Linked DNA regions of Mus musculus: region 2 is linked to region 1. The links are chromatin contacts, called in public HiChIP or PLAC-seq maps. All regions are on one chromosome and are shown on one strand. The core of a region is the stretch at or near the end of the contact, and the rest is flanking DNA. Distances in the headings are between cores, read along the strand shown. Region 1 overlaps Uvrag (UV radiation resistance associated gene). Region 2 overlaps Gdpd5 (glycerophosphodiester phosphodiesterase domain containing 5).

Region 1 (7,696 bases), core at 2,314-4,813:
TTTTAGATCTCAGTTCTTCTTCCCTCCTCTCCCCATGTGTTTTTTGAGACAGGGTCTTAACTATGAAGCATGGGCTGGTCTAAACTTACGGTCTTCCTGCCTTTTCTCCCCTCCCACCAAGTAAGGGTTACAGGTCTGTGCCACTGTGTCTCACTACTTCTTTATTTTTTTTAAAAAAGAGATTTATTTTTATTTTATGTGTATGGGTGTTTTGACTGTTGTGTGTCTGTACACTGTGTGTGTATTGTGCTCCTGGAGGGCAGAAGGAGGTTGGGTTCTCCGGGATGATAGCTATAGCCAGTCACCTTACATGGGTCATGCCAATGGAATCCTGGTGCTCTGGAAGAGCAGCCAGTGCTCTTAAGCCCAGAGCCGTCTCCAGTCCCTGTTTTTTAATCCTTCCAAGTTGTATTTTTCCGGTCTTGCAGGTGAAGTTGGGTCAGCACAGGGCAGTTGATCCCAAAAAGACCAGAAAGTAGAAGCTAATCTGATGTCATAATTTTAAAGCATTTGTAGAGTTTTTTTATTTTTAATTTTTTTAGTGGTTTGCTGCTGTCCTTCAGGCATAACTGTTCCATCACAAGTTAACAATGTTGGTGACAATCACTAATGGCTCCAATAGCCTCACGTGGTGTTTGTGAGGCTTTTGACTAAAGCTGGATGGACTGTCCTCTCTGTCACTCACTGGCCTTTGAGACCTGATTTCTTTGCTGCCCCTTTTGTTTAGGTGGAGCCGGCCTGTTCGTTGGCATGGAAATTTCAGCTGTTATGCTCTGACATCTGGAATAAGATCAACTAATAGTATGTTTTCCTCCTTCCTTAGATCCATGCCCGCAACCAGAATGAAATCATTTTTGGGCTGAATGATGGCTACTACGGTGCTCCCTGTGAACACAAGGTAAGAGGGGTCTCCGAGTGCTCTGAGTTTTGGTTAGTACAGGGCCTGTGCACCCGGGAAGCTGGACTCCCGAGAAGAGCTGAGCAGTCAGAATCGTGTTGTAAGTGTCCCTTTGAGTCTGCTCTTCGGGGTGGTGTGGAGGAATGCCTTCCGCAGTGAGAACGAGTTTCGCAGGACACACAAGCACGCTGAGAAGTCGGTACTAAATCCTGATCATGTTTTCTCAAAGGGAAACCTGAGCTAGCTGGTTTCTGCATAATTCCTGGGGGATTAAGAGAGTGGTGAGCTGGGCATGGTGGCATAGGCTTGCAGTCCTAGCCACTTAGAAGGCTGTGTGTAGCAGGAGGACTAAAGGTCAGATACTGCCCAGGTTCAGAGTGAGTTCAAGGCCAGCCTAGGAAGCTGAGTTAGGCCCTGTCTCAGAATGAAAAGAGGCTGGGTGTGTTGCTCAGCAGTGGGGCTTTACCACCGTGCTGGAAGCCCAGGTTCAATCTTCAGTCCTGCCCTCCCCCCAAAATAGGCAAGGTGACTTTTGTCTAAATGGAAGAGTTTAATGGAAATGTTCAGTTGTGTTTATCATTCTCAGTAAGCCTAAGAAACCCAAATTGTGCTGGACATAGTCGCATATGCTATTAATCCCAGCAAGTGGGAAGCAGAGGCAGGTGTATCCTTGTGAGTTTGAGGCTAGCCTGGTCTACATAGAGAGTTCCAGATCAGCCTGATGTATACAGTGAGATCCAGCCTCAAAAGAGAGAAAGAAAGGAACTGAAACTGAAGCTGTTTCGTAGCCATTGCTGTCTCTGCATCTAAAGGTGATGAGAGGAAGGCGAGGCAGAGCCCCGTTTGTTCTTAGCCGGGAGCTTCTGTGAGCAGCATCCTTGTGGCGGGGACTCAGCATCTGCCTCCTGTTTACACTCACCACAAACCACTGTGGTGGTGGCTTTGTTCTCCATCTCACAGTACAGGCAGGAACTGACTGGGAGGATGCACTCCATAGGGTCTAGAGAGCGGCTGAGCTGAGATGTTAGTTATGTGCCCAAGGCTGCTTCCCCCACTCTGACAACTTTTACCAAAAACCAAACCAACCAACCAACCAAACCAAAACAGTCCTCCCCCAGCCTTTTGTAAACTCTTCACATTGCTTTTGCTCAGAAATTGTTGCTCATAATCTCTGCTGTGAGGATGTCACACTCGGATGCCCTGTCTGTCATTCCTGAGTGCCTGCCCAGGGTTGGCTCCTGTGTTCAGTGCTGAGCACAGTGGTGAAGGAGGGCTGGGGGCAGACACACCCCTCCCTTCCAGCTGTTTGGCTAAGACAGGAGGATGGCCTGTCCTGGTCCCCAGAGGAGGGATTTGGTTGCTAACGTTGTAATCCAGGTTCTGAATAGAAGACAGTATGTGAAAGGTGTGGGCGCTGAATGGAGAGAGCTTTCCAGGGGAGGAGGCTGAGCTTGAAAGGCCACAGAGTAGAAAGGGCACAAGGTGAGTCTGAGGGACAGAAGGGAGGTGAGAGTAGCCCCAGGCCAGCCCATGGGGAGTTTCGAGATTTTATCCACAGGACAGAGGCGTGTGCTCTAACCAGATTTATGTAATAGTTTAGCTCTGGCTTATTTTAAAGAGCAAGAGTGACTGTGGAGAGACAGTGAGAAGGACCTTGCAGTGCCATGGACAAGAGATGACAGTTTGGCATGGACCATAGCAGGGTAGGGAAGACAGATGACATCCAGGCCCAGGCACGTGCTAGGCAAGCTCTTTACCACTGAGCCACACACCCAGCTAGGAAGGCGACAGAGTTGGGGTTTTAGGAGAGAAAATCACTAGGATTTGTTGTGGTTTGCATTTGAGATAAAAGGAAAAAAGAGATGTCAAGGGTGATTTTGGATTTCTGGTTTAAAGTAACTGGATAGATGAAAGATGATAGCCACAGGAAGCTTAGCGACAAGGCGGGGTGGGCAGGGAGGAAGAGCACAGATCCTGAGGTAAGATGGCCACAGGCATGTGCAGTGTCTTTAAACCCCTGTGTTGACGACAAGTAGCCATCTGAATTCCTGAACCTGGAGAGAAATGAACTATAAACATGGGGCGATGACAAAGCCTCTGAAGTCATGTGAGACACAGGCTGGCAACATGCTGTTCAGTAGAGAAGGACTGAGTAGCCCAGGCTGGAGAAGAAGCAGGCAGTGGTGTGACCAAGAAGCAGTAGAGCACGTGCTGCTGGGTCTGGGGCCCAGCGTCTCTGCTTTCTTCTCTCCCATCTCGGTAAACTGTGGGCTTGGCTGGTCCTGTTGCTTTGTTTTTTAAGGAGATGCAGTGGTCAAGTAAACCAAGAACAGAAAAATTGCGTTGTGTACTTTAGCAAGTGGATTTATGCTAGGTGGTGTCTTTAGAACATCCAACTCCGGAAGTCTTCCCTTTGTGTCCCAGCTTCATCTTCTGAGTTCCTGGAGTCCTTGAACATCTTCCAGATCTCCTCTGCCAGATGCACTGCTCTGTCCAGTGGCCTGCCCTTCTTCCCTCTGTAGGCTTTGTGGGGTCAGACTGACATGAGCAATGCTGACCTTCCCTCACCCACCCTCCCCAAACTCCCTGCCACAATGCTTGGGACATGGTATTTACTTAGTAAAAACATTTGGGATTAAGTCAGAGACTTGTGAGGCTGCCATTGCTGGGCTGTTTGCCATTGCCAAGGCTGGCTGTCCTGGTGTGGGAGGGAGGGTGACTCACTCTGCAGCCGGTCCCTGACTCTACATCTGGTAGAGTCTTGCAGTCAGAGGCAATGGTAGCATTCAGAGCCAATGTCTGCCCGCCATTGTAGTTAAAACCCCAAGAACCCCACGGCTAGAGACTCACAGTTGGTGACCGTTGGTGTAAGCACCAGTACCCGGCTTCTCTGTCTACTTGTGAACAAGTAGAAAGTTTTGAACAAGTTTTGAACAAGTTCAGACAAGATGGGTGACAGGAAAATGGAGTTCAGAAGGTGGCTTGAGAACAGATAAAACTGACTGGCAAACATTGTTTAACTTTGACTAAAAGCTCGCCATGACTAAAAAGGCTTGTGTGCATTTCCTCTTGACCTGATCCTCTTCCCTCCAAAATAACAGAGCAAATGGAAATGAAGTCGTCCCATTATAGACAAAGCCTAGTCCTCCAAGCCAAGCAGTGTTGTGTGTTGGCATAGACAGTTCCTCATGATGTAGCATCTGGGAGGAGCTGAGCCACGCATGCCCAGCCTTCAGAGCTCATGGATAAGCCACCTAGAGCTGCTGAGGAGGAGAAAGCTACAGCCCAGAGGGATTTGAGAGGGTCTTTCAAGATGGGGTCTGGGAATTTTTTTTTCCTTTGTGGAAGCTTGGGAACGTGGAATGAATAGTTAACCCTAACAGTAGTAGCAATAACTAATATTTAGTGAGCGCTTAATAACTAATATTTAGTGAGTACCTAATTTACTACCAGGTAGCAAACACTTTCCATCTTTACTGTGTTTTAACTCCACAGTTGTTTGTCTATAGAAAAGAAACTGGTACAGAGAGATTTAGTAATTTTCCTAAGATTGCACAGCAGACAAATAGCCAGAGCCGGGATTCAGACCCAGATGGTTAGGAAATGTTTATCAAGTATGTGCTTGTTATGTGTGCTACATTTTATTCCGTAGTCCTCCAGTTAATTAGCTTTGTCAGTTTAGAATTCTTTAGCAACTTTCAACAGAACTCTTGCAATATCAGCTGACACTTAAAAGCATTATCTGAAAAGACTTATCTGTATTACTTGTGCTCTTGTGTCTGTGTGTATGGTTACAGGTGCCTACAGAGGCTGTGTGTGTGTGTGTGTGTGTGTGTATGTACATGTACAGGTCCCTACAGAGAATATGTATGTATGTGCCAATGCAGGAGCCTGCAGAGAGTGGCTGTGCCATGGCTCCCTGGAGCCAGAGTTGCAGGTGGTGTGAGCTGCATGCTGGAGGTGCTGGACACTGAACTCTGGTCTTCAGCAAGAGCAGTGCCGAGTGATTGCTTTTAACCACCGGTACATTTCCTCAGCAACAAAAAGCGTGGTTCTTTGTGACTATTGGTGAATATATTAAGACTGTCTCTGGGGGCTGGTGAGGTGGCTCAGCGGTTAAGAGCACTGACTGCTAAAGGTCCCGAGTTCAAATCCCAGCAACCACATGGTGACTCACAACTATCCATAATGAGATCTGATACCCTCTTCTGGTGTGTCTGAAGACAGCTACAGTGTCCTTACATATAATAAATCTTAAAAAAAAAAAAGAAAAGACTGTCTCTGGGTTGGAGAGATGGCTCAGCAGTTTAGAGTATTGGCTGCTCTTCCAGAGGTCCTGAGTTTAATTCCAGCAATCACATGTTGGCTTACTGCCATCTATAATGGTATCTGATGCCCTCTTCTGTCATGCAGGCATACATGCAAATAGAGCACTCATATACAGAAATACATCTTTAATAAAAAATCTAGATTAAAATAAATGGGCCTGGTGAGATGGCTCAGCGGTTAAGAGCACTGACTACTCTTCCAAAGATCCTGAGTTCAAATCCCAGCAACCACATGGTGGCTTACAACCATCCATAATGAGAGCTGATGCCCTCTTCTGGTACGTCTGAAGACAGCTACAGTATACTTAGATATAATAAAAAATAAATCTTAAAAATGTCTCCTATACCAAACAAAAAGCAAGTCAAAGAAATGTAGACAATCAAACATAGTAATGAACATTCTGGCATAGGAATTGAAGTGTAGGGAAGTGGCTGAGCGAGCACTCCCGGCTGAGATAGAGACAAATGGATGTGGAAAAGAAACTTCAGAACTTTAGAATAAACTTGAAGGGGGAAACTTGAAGCTACCAGGGAGAAGAGCTTTCCTTACTAAAGAGAGTAAAGTTGGACCCTCATCACCTGCAGCAGGTGCTAGAAGTCTTAACTGGAAAGCGCTGGCTGTCACCCACTAGTGAGCAGCCTTGCCTCTAGCACTGTTTCAGGCAAAAGGGCATAACAGCTACATTTAATTTCTAAGTTGAGCTTTACAGCTCACAGACATTTCACCAACAGGGAATGACCTGAAAGGGATGATGTGCGATGTAAGAGAACGTAGACTGTAAATGGTCCAGACAGAAGGGGTTTAACTGCTGACAAAAGCAAGTACGTGATAAACTAGTACTTTTTGGCTGTTGTGATGAGATATCTGAGAAGAGAGATTGAAGAGAGGCAGGTTTATTTTAGCTCACAGTTTGAAGGGATACAGTTGATCTGGACAGGAAGGCGTGGCTGCAGGATCAGGATGCATCAGTTACATTGTATCCACTGTCAGAAAGTAGAGCAAGTGCTGGCCCTGAGCTTATTCCCGTGGAGAGTCCAGCCCACCTGATGTTATACTCCCTCCCCCACCCCCCACCCCCCACCCCCACCCCCACACCCCTCACCTCTCATTTCAGCCACACGGTTTCTCTTTAATGGTGCTAATCTCTTCAATACTTCAAGCTGCTTTCACTGAACTCTTCTTGCTTCCAACTGTAAATCTGACGAGGCTGTTCCTCAGACTTTCTGCTCTGCGAACCTGACTGAGAGCAGTGAGCAGAAACCACACCATACATACCCTGGTCCTGATGGGGTCCATTTTGTGAGCATCATCCCCACTGTCCATGCTTCTTATGGTTTCCACACTCCCATCAGAACAGCCCATTAAGTTATTTTAGCATTGTAGAGTTTCTTTCATCCAAAGCTCCAAACTCTTCTACATCCTACCATAACCCAGTTCCAAAGGCCCCGAAAGCCAAGCTATCAGGTAGTCAGCAGCAGCCTCTCTCCCGGTACCCTTCCATACTGGCCTGGCTACATTTCCTTTTGCTGTGACAGAGCACCTGGCAGAAAGCAACTCTAGGAGGGGGCAGGTACTTGGTCTGAGGAGATTCACTCCATCATGGAGGGGAGGGCATGGCCGCAGCACAGTGAGGTAATGAGTCAGGAGGCAGAGAGAGAGGGATGTGAGTGTGAGAAGCTCGGCTTGCGTACACTTCCCCCCTTTTATTATCTAGTCGGAGACCTCAGTCCTTGAAGTGGTGCTGCCCACAATGGGCAGTGGATATTTTCATCCTCAGCTAAGTCTCTGGAAACACTGTCGCAGGCAAGTCCAGTCCAGTGACAGTGATTGATCCCACAGTGAGTTTATGTGTTATAAGAGATCAAATCAGGTGGTGGCAGTGCACTTGAGAGGCAGAGGCAGGAGCATCTCTGAGTTTGAGGCCAGCCTTGTCTAGGGCAAGTTCCAGGATAGCTAGGGTTGCACAAAGAAACAACAACAACAACAACAACAACAAAACAAATAAACAAAATCAAAGTAGACTATTGTTACTCAGAATGTGCTCTTCCCACTCTGACCAGTCTGCCTTCAGTTTGTGGGTGTGCTGAGGAGAAACTTTTACAAAATTTTATAAAATTTTTTATTATCATTGTGACATTTTTAAGGGATGCTCTTTGAAAGTATCAGATCTCAGTGGCTGGAATGAAGAACTTCAGCAATGGCTGCTTCCCCAGAGGGGTTGAAATGTCACAGAAGTGATGTGTGGTGTCGATTGAGATTGTCTGTTTGACAGGAGGTTACAGATATTAAACAGCTGTAGGATTTAGTAGAAAAACTTGAATTCTAGTCAGCCATGGTGGCAAATAGAGGCAAGGAGATTAAGAAGGAGTTCAAAGTTAGCCTCTGCTACATAGAAAGTTTGAGGCCAGCCTGAGCTACATGACACTCTCTATCTAAAAACAAAAAATAAAGCACACCTATGTGTACATG
Region 2 (7,696 bases), core at 2,090-4,589, 360 kb before region 1:
AAACAAAGTCAAAAGATGAAGGACAGACTGGGCAGAAGTATCCGCCGTTCATCAGACAAAGGGCCAACCTCCCAAATTTACAAAGAGCGCCTGCAAATTAATAAGCAGCTCCCACAGCAAAAGGACAGAAGACACAAAGACAATCCTCCGGTGACTGAAAACTGAGCAGAGGGGACATGCAGCCCGGGTGTGCTCCGGGGAACCTCTGACCTCTCAGGCAGGCCTTTCCCAAGGGTTCAGCTCCCACCCGAGGGCAAGAGGATCCCACTGGCACAACCACACACTGCCTAGGGAGCATGTGTTGGCGCTGTGTGGCTGTGTGCCAAAGGGCATTTGTCAAGATCAAGACTGTGCATACCTTCTCGTTGGACATGGTGGCTCAGGTCTGTAATGCATGCTCTCAGGAGGCTGAGGCAGGAGGATGATGAGCTTAGAAAAAGCTGAGAGTAGTGATGTACACCTTTAATCCCAGTATTCAGGAGGCAGAGGCAGATGGATCTCTTTGAGTTCAAGGCCAGCCTGTTCTGTAGAGTGAGTTCTAAGAGGCTACGTAGTGAGACCCTGCCTCAAAAAAACACTGAAAGAAGAGAACAAGGAAGACACACAGTGTTCTTTTCTCCTGGATCACAGCTATGCTGCCCCAGCAAAGGACTGAAAACTAGCACATGCTAATGGGCTGGGCAGATGACTTGGGAATGAGGGGGCGACCAGAGCAAGCACCAAGCATCGATGGCCATGGCCTTACTGTGTCCAAGAAGGCACTCCTGGCACTTTTTAAAAAGGAGGGCACAGGTGAGGGAACTGTGTGGACAAAGAAAGGGAGAGGGCAGGAGGCATCCCTCAGCAGTTATGAGCACCACTGCCCTTGCAGGGGGCCTCACAACTGCAATTCCAGTTCCAGAGAACATTACGCCCTCTTCTGGCTGCTAGAGGCATTGCATACATGTGTTATGTTTATTTAAACGCAGGCAAAACACCTGTGCTCGTAAAATAAATTTAAAGGGAAGGGGAGAGCAATGAGGTGGCTTAGCAGGTAAAAGTGCTTGTCGCCAAGCCTGAGATCTGAGTTTGATCCCCAGGACCCACACAGTGGGAGAAAAGAAACTGACTCAAAAAGGTATGTTTCGACCTCCATGTATGGGCTGTGGTGTGTGCTCATGCACGCATGCGCGGACACACACACACACACACACACACACACACACACACGCACACAGAGACACACACACAGAGACACACACACACACACAAACACACACACACACACACACACACACACACAAGTAATTAAAATAGAAAGGGAGTGTATGCAGAAAAAACCTCACAGAGTATGATTTCTCATGTCTGGATTTTTGGTCACGTAAAAAATGGATGAAGATAAAGTGAGCAGGCAGAAAGGACCAGGATTCCTTAAATACTTCTGTAGAATCTCCAGGCCCTGTACTAATACCCAGAGCCTGGGCAGCCAAGCCAGCCAGGCCAGCCTGGAAACAGCTCCAGCTGGGATCGTCTCTGCCTGGCAGGCCCTGCTGCCTCTGAGATCCCGCAGGATGGTGTGGAAGGAAGGGAAAGGGCCTGGAGCAGGACACAGGGCACCTGAGGGACCCCTCGGGGACCCTTCTGATCTGGCTGGCTCTGTAGAACTGCAAGCTTCTCCCTTAGGATCAAGCATGTGTGACCTGACCTGCTGAGAGCCAGGCACAGCCCCGGGAGGTCACCACAGCATGTGTGCCCGGTCCCCAGATGCCAGCTGATAGATATCCTCTTTCAAGTGTTAGCCATGCAGCTGAGAGAAGAAAGCACCTCCCAGAGTGGGCTGAGGAAGTCCCAGAGCAGTCCTCAGTATGGAGTCATCAGCAGGGACTGCTCTCTTCATCCCAGCAAGACTTCAGTCACCCAGGCCTGGCTCCCAAGGTGCTCCCCTCCCGCTCCGCTCTAACTCAAGTTTGCCTGTGCTCCCTCTCCTTCCTTCTGTCTCCCTGCTAGCTGGGGCAGTCTCCTAGGTCCTGTTTGTTTCCAGACATTTCTGCCTCTTCTTAGAATGTGTGCCTACTTCTAGCCATGCTGTGGTGAAAGAGATGACTCCTCCCCACTCCACTACCACAGCCCCTGGAGCCCCCACCTTCCCATCTCCACCCCTCAGAGCTCCTCATAGGGGATGGCTCTATTTTGGCCAGGACTAGCCCAGGCCTATGACCCTGATCAAGCATAGCAGGTATCAACAACCTATACTCAGCATAGGTGTGTGTGTGTGTTTGTGTGTGTGTGTGTGTATGTGTGTGTGTCAGAGACAGAGAGGGACAGAGAGAGGCAGAGAGAGACAGAGGGGAGGGAAAGGAAGAGGGAGAGGGAGAGAGAGAGGGAAAGGGAGAGAGAGAGAGGGAGAGAGAAGGTTTGGACCAGTTAGTCTGGAATGAACACTGGGGACAGCAGAAGAAGCCACCAGTGCCAGTTTAGTCTTCAAGGGTCACCAAATTAGAGTGGGTTGGGATCAGGCACCTGATGGAATTGATAACACAAATGTTGTAAAATGTATCTGGGAGGGGAGGCTGCCGGAGCTGAGGAGAACCCCTGCCTTGGGATACAGGCTGCAAAGAGAGGGTTCAAATACAGAAAAGGGCTCAAAGAGAGAGAACAAATGAAGGCCAGAGCAAGGGGGTAAAAGCCAAGGAAGGGTGGGCATGCCAAGGGTAGGAATGATGTCTCCCACAGTAGAAGCTGAGGTGACTGTCCCATGGTGGTAGCAGAGAGTCATCAGGACCAGACTGGGACAGTCTGGGCTATCCCAGACACCATCACCAGAACTCAGGGATACAGTAGAGAAGGCGGAGCGAAGGCAGAGCGGGTGCTGTTGAGTGCCTGGCCGCAGGGCAGAACACTAGGCCTCCCATTCACCCTGTGAGACCTTACACATGTTGTCTAACCTCTGGGTTTTGCCCCTGCAGCGCAGGATGGTGGCCATGCGTACTCTGCAGGGCTGTAAGGGTTAAGGGAGTGAATGCAAACTGGGCAGGCCGTGCCTGGCCCAGTAAGAGTTCAGTGGAATAGCAGAGCAGATACAGAGGCGAGCCAGGGGGAGGGACCACCCAGGCTACCCTGTGCTTCCAGGCCTCTGTTCCCCTCCCCCTTAGAGCAGCCTTCCATTACCTTGTGTATCCAGTGCAGGTTCAACTGCTGCCCCACAGCGATGTGACATAGTGCCAGGACCTGAAGAGAGGCCCAGGGGGCCAGTCAAGCCACCACGTGTGCCTAGAAAGCTTGCCAGCTCTCCAAACACCCTGCCCCACACTCCTGCCCTTGGTGTGACCCTAGGCAGGCAACACACCCTCCCCACAGGCACCAGGAATGCCCGGGCCAGCCCTGTCCAGGCCTGGCTTCCTTCCAGATTACTCCAGGCCTCAAGCCTCCTCCTTTGGGAATTCCCCTGTGAAAGGTCCCTGGGTTCGGCTGCAGGAAGACTGCCCTGCATAACACTTCAGCTTGTTGGGAGATTCAGAGGCAGATCTGAGCCCTGCCCCCAAGGAGCTGCCAGTGCTGAGTGTGCTCAACCCGAGTCTCTCAGTGTGGAGGGCACTGTGGGTAGGCAGCCCAAGCAGTTTCTGGAAGACGTCTGTAGTAGATGCTGAAAGCCAGAATGGCTCCTCTGCCTGGATGGCAGGGAGGGGCTTTCAGAGGGACAGCCGAAGGAGACTAGGAAAATGAGACCTCCTCCTGCCAAGCAACACCGAAGGAGTCCGGGTGGACAATAGCCCTATACCCCTGTAGACCGCCAAGCCTGCTCCTCCTGGGAGCAGAGCCACCAAGGGACCCTCCCCCAACCCCTCCATACCAGGAGGCCTGCGATGTATGTGAAAGCAGCAGCCGAGGTCACCAGGATGGGCACGGACCAGTCGCTCCAGTAGCCCATGCGGTTGTAGAGGTACCTGGTGGGAGAAGGACAGAAGTCAGACAGACCTCCACTGAGCCATGGCCCAGCCAAGGATCTAGGACAGTCTCAGCTCTCAGGAAGCTGCAGTCGGAGAACCACAAACGGGCCCTTCCCGCCCTCTATCGGCAATCAGTGTTTCCTTTATTGACAGTCATGCCTACTTCTGGTGGGCACTCAGAAAGCAAGAAGCAGAATCGGCCAGAGTCACCATTCTGAAGGCCACTACACTTCCTTCCCATGGGCCCCTGCACTGCACCTTTATTCGCGCATGAACAGCGGATCCGGGATAACCACCCCAGGGCTGTTCCACACACCTGTGCCCGCCACCCTCAGGAGCATGGCCAGCACAACCCTGAGGGATGAACACACTCTGAGATCTAATCCCCACACTGCCTCTTGCTGGCTCTTAGGACCTTGTGGCAATGACAGGTGTTACAGAGCCCAAGATGCCCTTGACTGTGCCATTCACCTCAAGTTCAATGGCAAAACGTGAAAATGTGGAGCCTTAGAGGTGGAGATCTGTACCACTCCAGTTTGCTCACCTGGAGGATGGAGATGGTGGAACGCCCATCATAGGGCTTCAGGGAGTGAAGGGAGGGAGGCTTGTGGCAAGGACATAACAAACTCTTCCTAACATGAGCATTCACTGAAACCAGAAAAAGTGCTGAGAAAATGTGATTTAAAAAAAAAAAAAACCAAAAAAACCAGCACGTGGTCTTCTTGAACTCATGGGCTGAATATAGGCAGCTTCCCATTAATGAAACTTCCTAGTTTGCATTGATTCGCTGTATAAGCTAACACAGAGATGAGAAAATGGCCACATCTCTTTGAATTTCTTTTTTTTTTTTTTTTTTGGTTTTTCTTTTGGTTTTTCGAGACAGGGTTTCTCTGTGTAGCCCTGGCTGTCCTGGAATTCACTATGTAGACCAGGTTGGCCTCGAACTCAGAAATCCGCCTGCCTCTGCCTCCCGAGTGCTGGGATTAAAGGCGTGCGCCACCACGCCCGGTTTCTCTTTGAATTTCTATTTCCTTGATTGTGTTGCTATAAACAGAATGACAGGGCAGAGGGAGCAAACTTCTCCCCAGTCCTGGAGGCTGCAGCTTAGCTACAGAAAGACAGCTCACTCACTCTCACTCAACCTCCTTGTGTTAGTGAGGAGAGAGAGGCTCGGACAGCGAATGCACTCACTTGGTGTATTGCAGAATCTGAGCCACTGCCAGGACCCTGCTTGTAGCTGGGAGGTGACATCGGGAAGACTCCACTCCACGGGGCATCTTCCTCCCCTATCCCTTCCCAGAGCCTTGCTCTGAGTCTGTGGGGAGCCTGCTACTCAGAAGGTCACAGAGAAGGCTCACCTACTGTACAGCTTAGGAAACTGAAGCCCAAGGAAGGCAGGGGATTGGCCCTGGAGCTACTGTGAAAAGATCTTCTGGTCACGCTAGCCACATTGGGCAGGGACACCTCCAGGACAAACACAGAGTAGCCTACCAGGTGTGACCAACCTGCAGCCCATGGGCCGCATCCATGAACTTTTGTAAAACATCGTCTAAAGTTTGCTTGGGTGTTTTTATGATTTTGTTTGCAACCCCAGTGTATTCTCCTGTGTGAACTCTGCAGATGCTAATGTTGTCTCAATGGCAAATGGCTGGATGCTCCAGGCCCCATGTCTATCCCCATTCAGTGCCAACTCCTGGATCTTGATTACAACCTCTCTCTCTCTCTCTCTCTCTCTCTCTCTCTCTCTCTCTCTCTCTCTCTCTCTCTCTCCCTCTGTGTGTGTGTGTGTGTGTGTGTGTGTGTGTCGCACAGGAAATAATGTGCGACATACCATAAGCAGCTGCCTCAAGTTCCTGTCTCCATGATGGTGACAGGTTGTACTCTGGAACGGGAGCCGAAATAAGCCCTTCCTTTCAGAAGTTCCTCACATCAAGTATTTTGTCACAGCAATGGGAAAGTATGTAACATGCCGGTAGGTCACAGCAGACTTCATGTCCCCTTAATAGAGTCCCGGGATCCTAGCAGAATCCTTGAACGCAGCACGCAGTCCACCAGAAGCTGTGACTCAGAGGTTCCCTCTGCTGGAGACTTAGCCTCCCAGGAAGCAGCTCTGTGACCCGTCCCCACCCTGCCCCTTCTCTTGTCCCAGTAAGGACCTGATGAGGCAGGAGTTATCCTACTTCACAGAGGGAGAAAGAAATCCAAAGCACACCAGAGGTTCAATCCCTAGCCCTGACTCCCCACGCTGGATCGTCTCCAAAATCTGGAGAAGTCAGCGGAGGACACACGGGGTCTCCCTCCCTGGCCAGGCCTTCCACTGGTCAGCAAAAGCTGACAATGGAGGACGTGAGGGAGGGCCCTGCCCTTGGACCTGCAGTGCCCCTAAAGGGGGCACAGCTGAATTAGACAGTGACAGTTGCTTACTGTGACAGTCCCGCCACAATGAGTCAGAGAGCCTAGGCTAGGAACCGCCTCTTCTGCCCAGGCCTTGGTCTTTCTGGGCCTTGGAGCTCTTGTCTACAAAGGGGGCTCATGGCCTTCCTCCTCAGGCTGATGCCTTCTGCTTCTACTCCTCACAGCCTGGACCTACAGGGAATCCGAGAGCCAGCTCAGGCTAGTTCCCACGTCTCCTCCTCCAGAAAGCCTTCCTGAAATCCCAGGGGCACAGAGCTCTCCCTGTCTTACCAGACTGTGACAGGACCTGCAGATGGGCAAGAGCAGGCCTCCCAGTATGGGCCTTACTCAAGGCCATGGGGTAGAGCTCTCAGGGCCGAACTGAGGCTCCATGCCGAGCCCCGAGGTGTCCCCTCCACTCACCAGTTGAACTCATCGTAGTCGTTGTGGACACCCCACCAAAAGTAGAGCCAGGTGAGTGTGAGGCTGAAGGTGCAGACCAGGAGCAGGAACCACAGGCGCTCCCACTGCAAGAGCAGAGTAGAGGGTGGAGTCACATCCCAGGGCAGGGGACTTTCCTGCCCTCCCTTCCTGAAGCCTCAACTGCCAGGAGCTGAGGCTCAAAGAGGACCAAACCTGTCCAGTGCCACAGAGCCAGGTTACAAGAGAGTGGACAGCCAGGAGCAGGGCTAGGGGTCCACGGGGGAGCTGCAGCCTAAGGTCTTTCTGCCGCATCTGGAGGCCTGCCCATTGTGTCTTAGCCCCTTGTCTGGGGCTAAAGTCCTCTCACAGAGTCGCCTGCAGCCCAGGCCAGCCTTGAACTCCTGGTGTAGTTGAAAGTGGCCTCGAATTCTGGTCCCTTTGACCTCTACTTTCTATGTGCTGGGATTATAGACATGTACCCCTAGGCCTGGTTGTTTTTAAGGTTTATTTTATGACTGTGTGTGTGTGTGTGTGTGTGTGTGTGTGTGTGTGTGTGTGTGTATGTATGTGTGAGAGTGTGTGCATGTATGTATGCGTGAGAGTATGTGCATGTATGTATGAGAGTGTGTGCATGTATGTGTGTGTATGAGTGTGTGCATGTATGTGTGTGTGCGCATGTGTGTGCGTGTGTATGTATGTGACTGTGTGTGCATGTGTATGTATGTGAGTGTGTGTGCATGTGTATGTGTGTGAGTGTGTGTGCTTGTGTGTGTGTGTGTACATGTGCTTGTGTGTGAATGTATGTGTGCATGTGCTTGTGTATATGTGTGTACACGCGTGTGTGTATGTGTATGCGTGTATATGTATGTGTGTGTGTGAGTGTGTGTGGGTGTGGCTGTGAAAGCCATAGGCATTGGATTCTTCTGGAGCTGGAGTTATAGGAATCTGTGAGA

Evidence for each region. HiChIP or PLAC-seq counts read pairs in DNA pulled down with a chosen protein or histone mark.
Region 2: a contact with region 1 is called in a FOXA1 HiChIP or PLAC-seq map of pancreatic cancer cells. The contact joins two enhancer-like sites. A contact is called at or near these places in 2 of 39 promoter capture datasets (hippocampal neurons and stem cell-derived epiblast-like cells), 2 of 484 Hi-C or Micro-C datasets (B cells and embryonic stem cells) and 2 of 115 datasets of contacts at active chromatin or transcription factors (embryonic stem cells and pancreatic cancer cells).

The regions. Positions count from the first base shown.
Region 1 is chr7:99,081,303-99,088,998 of GRCm38.p6, reverse strand. It overlaps Uvrag (UV radiation resistance associated gene), which reads left to right. Exons shown (of 15, transcript NM_178635.3): 5 at 824-898. Among named protein-coding and RNA genes, the nearest start is that of Uvrag, 56 kb to the left of the region's middle. Within about 2 kb of position 3,563, at least 91 of the 459 cell types and tissues checked have an H3K27ac peak or open chromatin away from gene starts, as enhancers often do. A contact at or near this core is called in pancreatic cancer cells, where this site is marked.
Region 2 is chr7:99,437,399-99,445,094 of GRCm38.p6, reverse strand. It overlaps Gdpd5 (glycerophosphodiester phosphodiesterase domain containing 5), which reads right to left. Exons shown (of 18, transcript NM_201352.3): 5 at 6,744-6,847; 6 at 3,830-3,923; 7 at 3,148-3,207. Among named protein-coding and RNA genes, the nearest start is that of Klhl35, 25 kb to the left of the region's middle. Within about 2 kb of position 3,339, at least 78 of the 459 cell types and tissues checked have an H3K27ac peak or open chromatin away from gene starts, as enhancers often do. A contact at or near this core is called in pancreatic cancer cells, where this site is marked.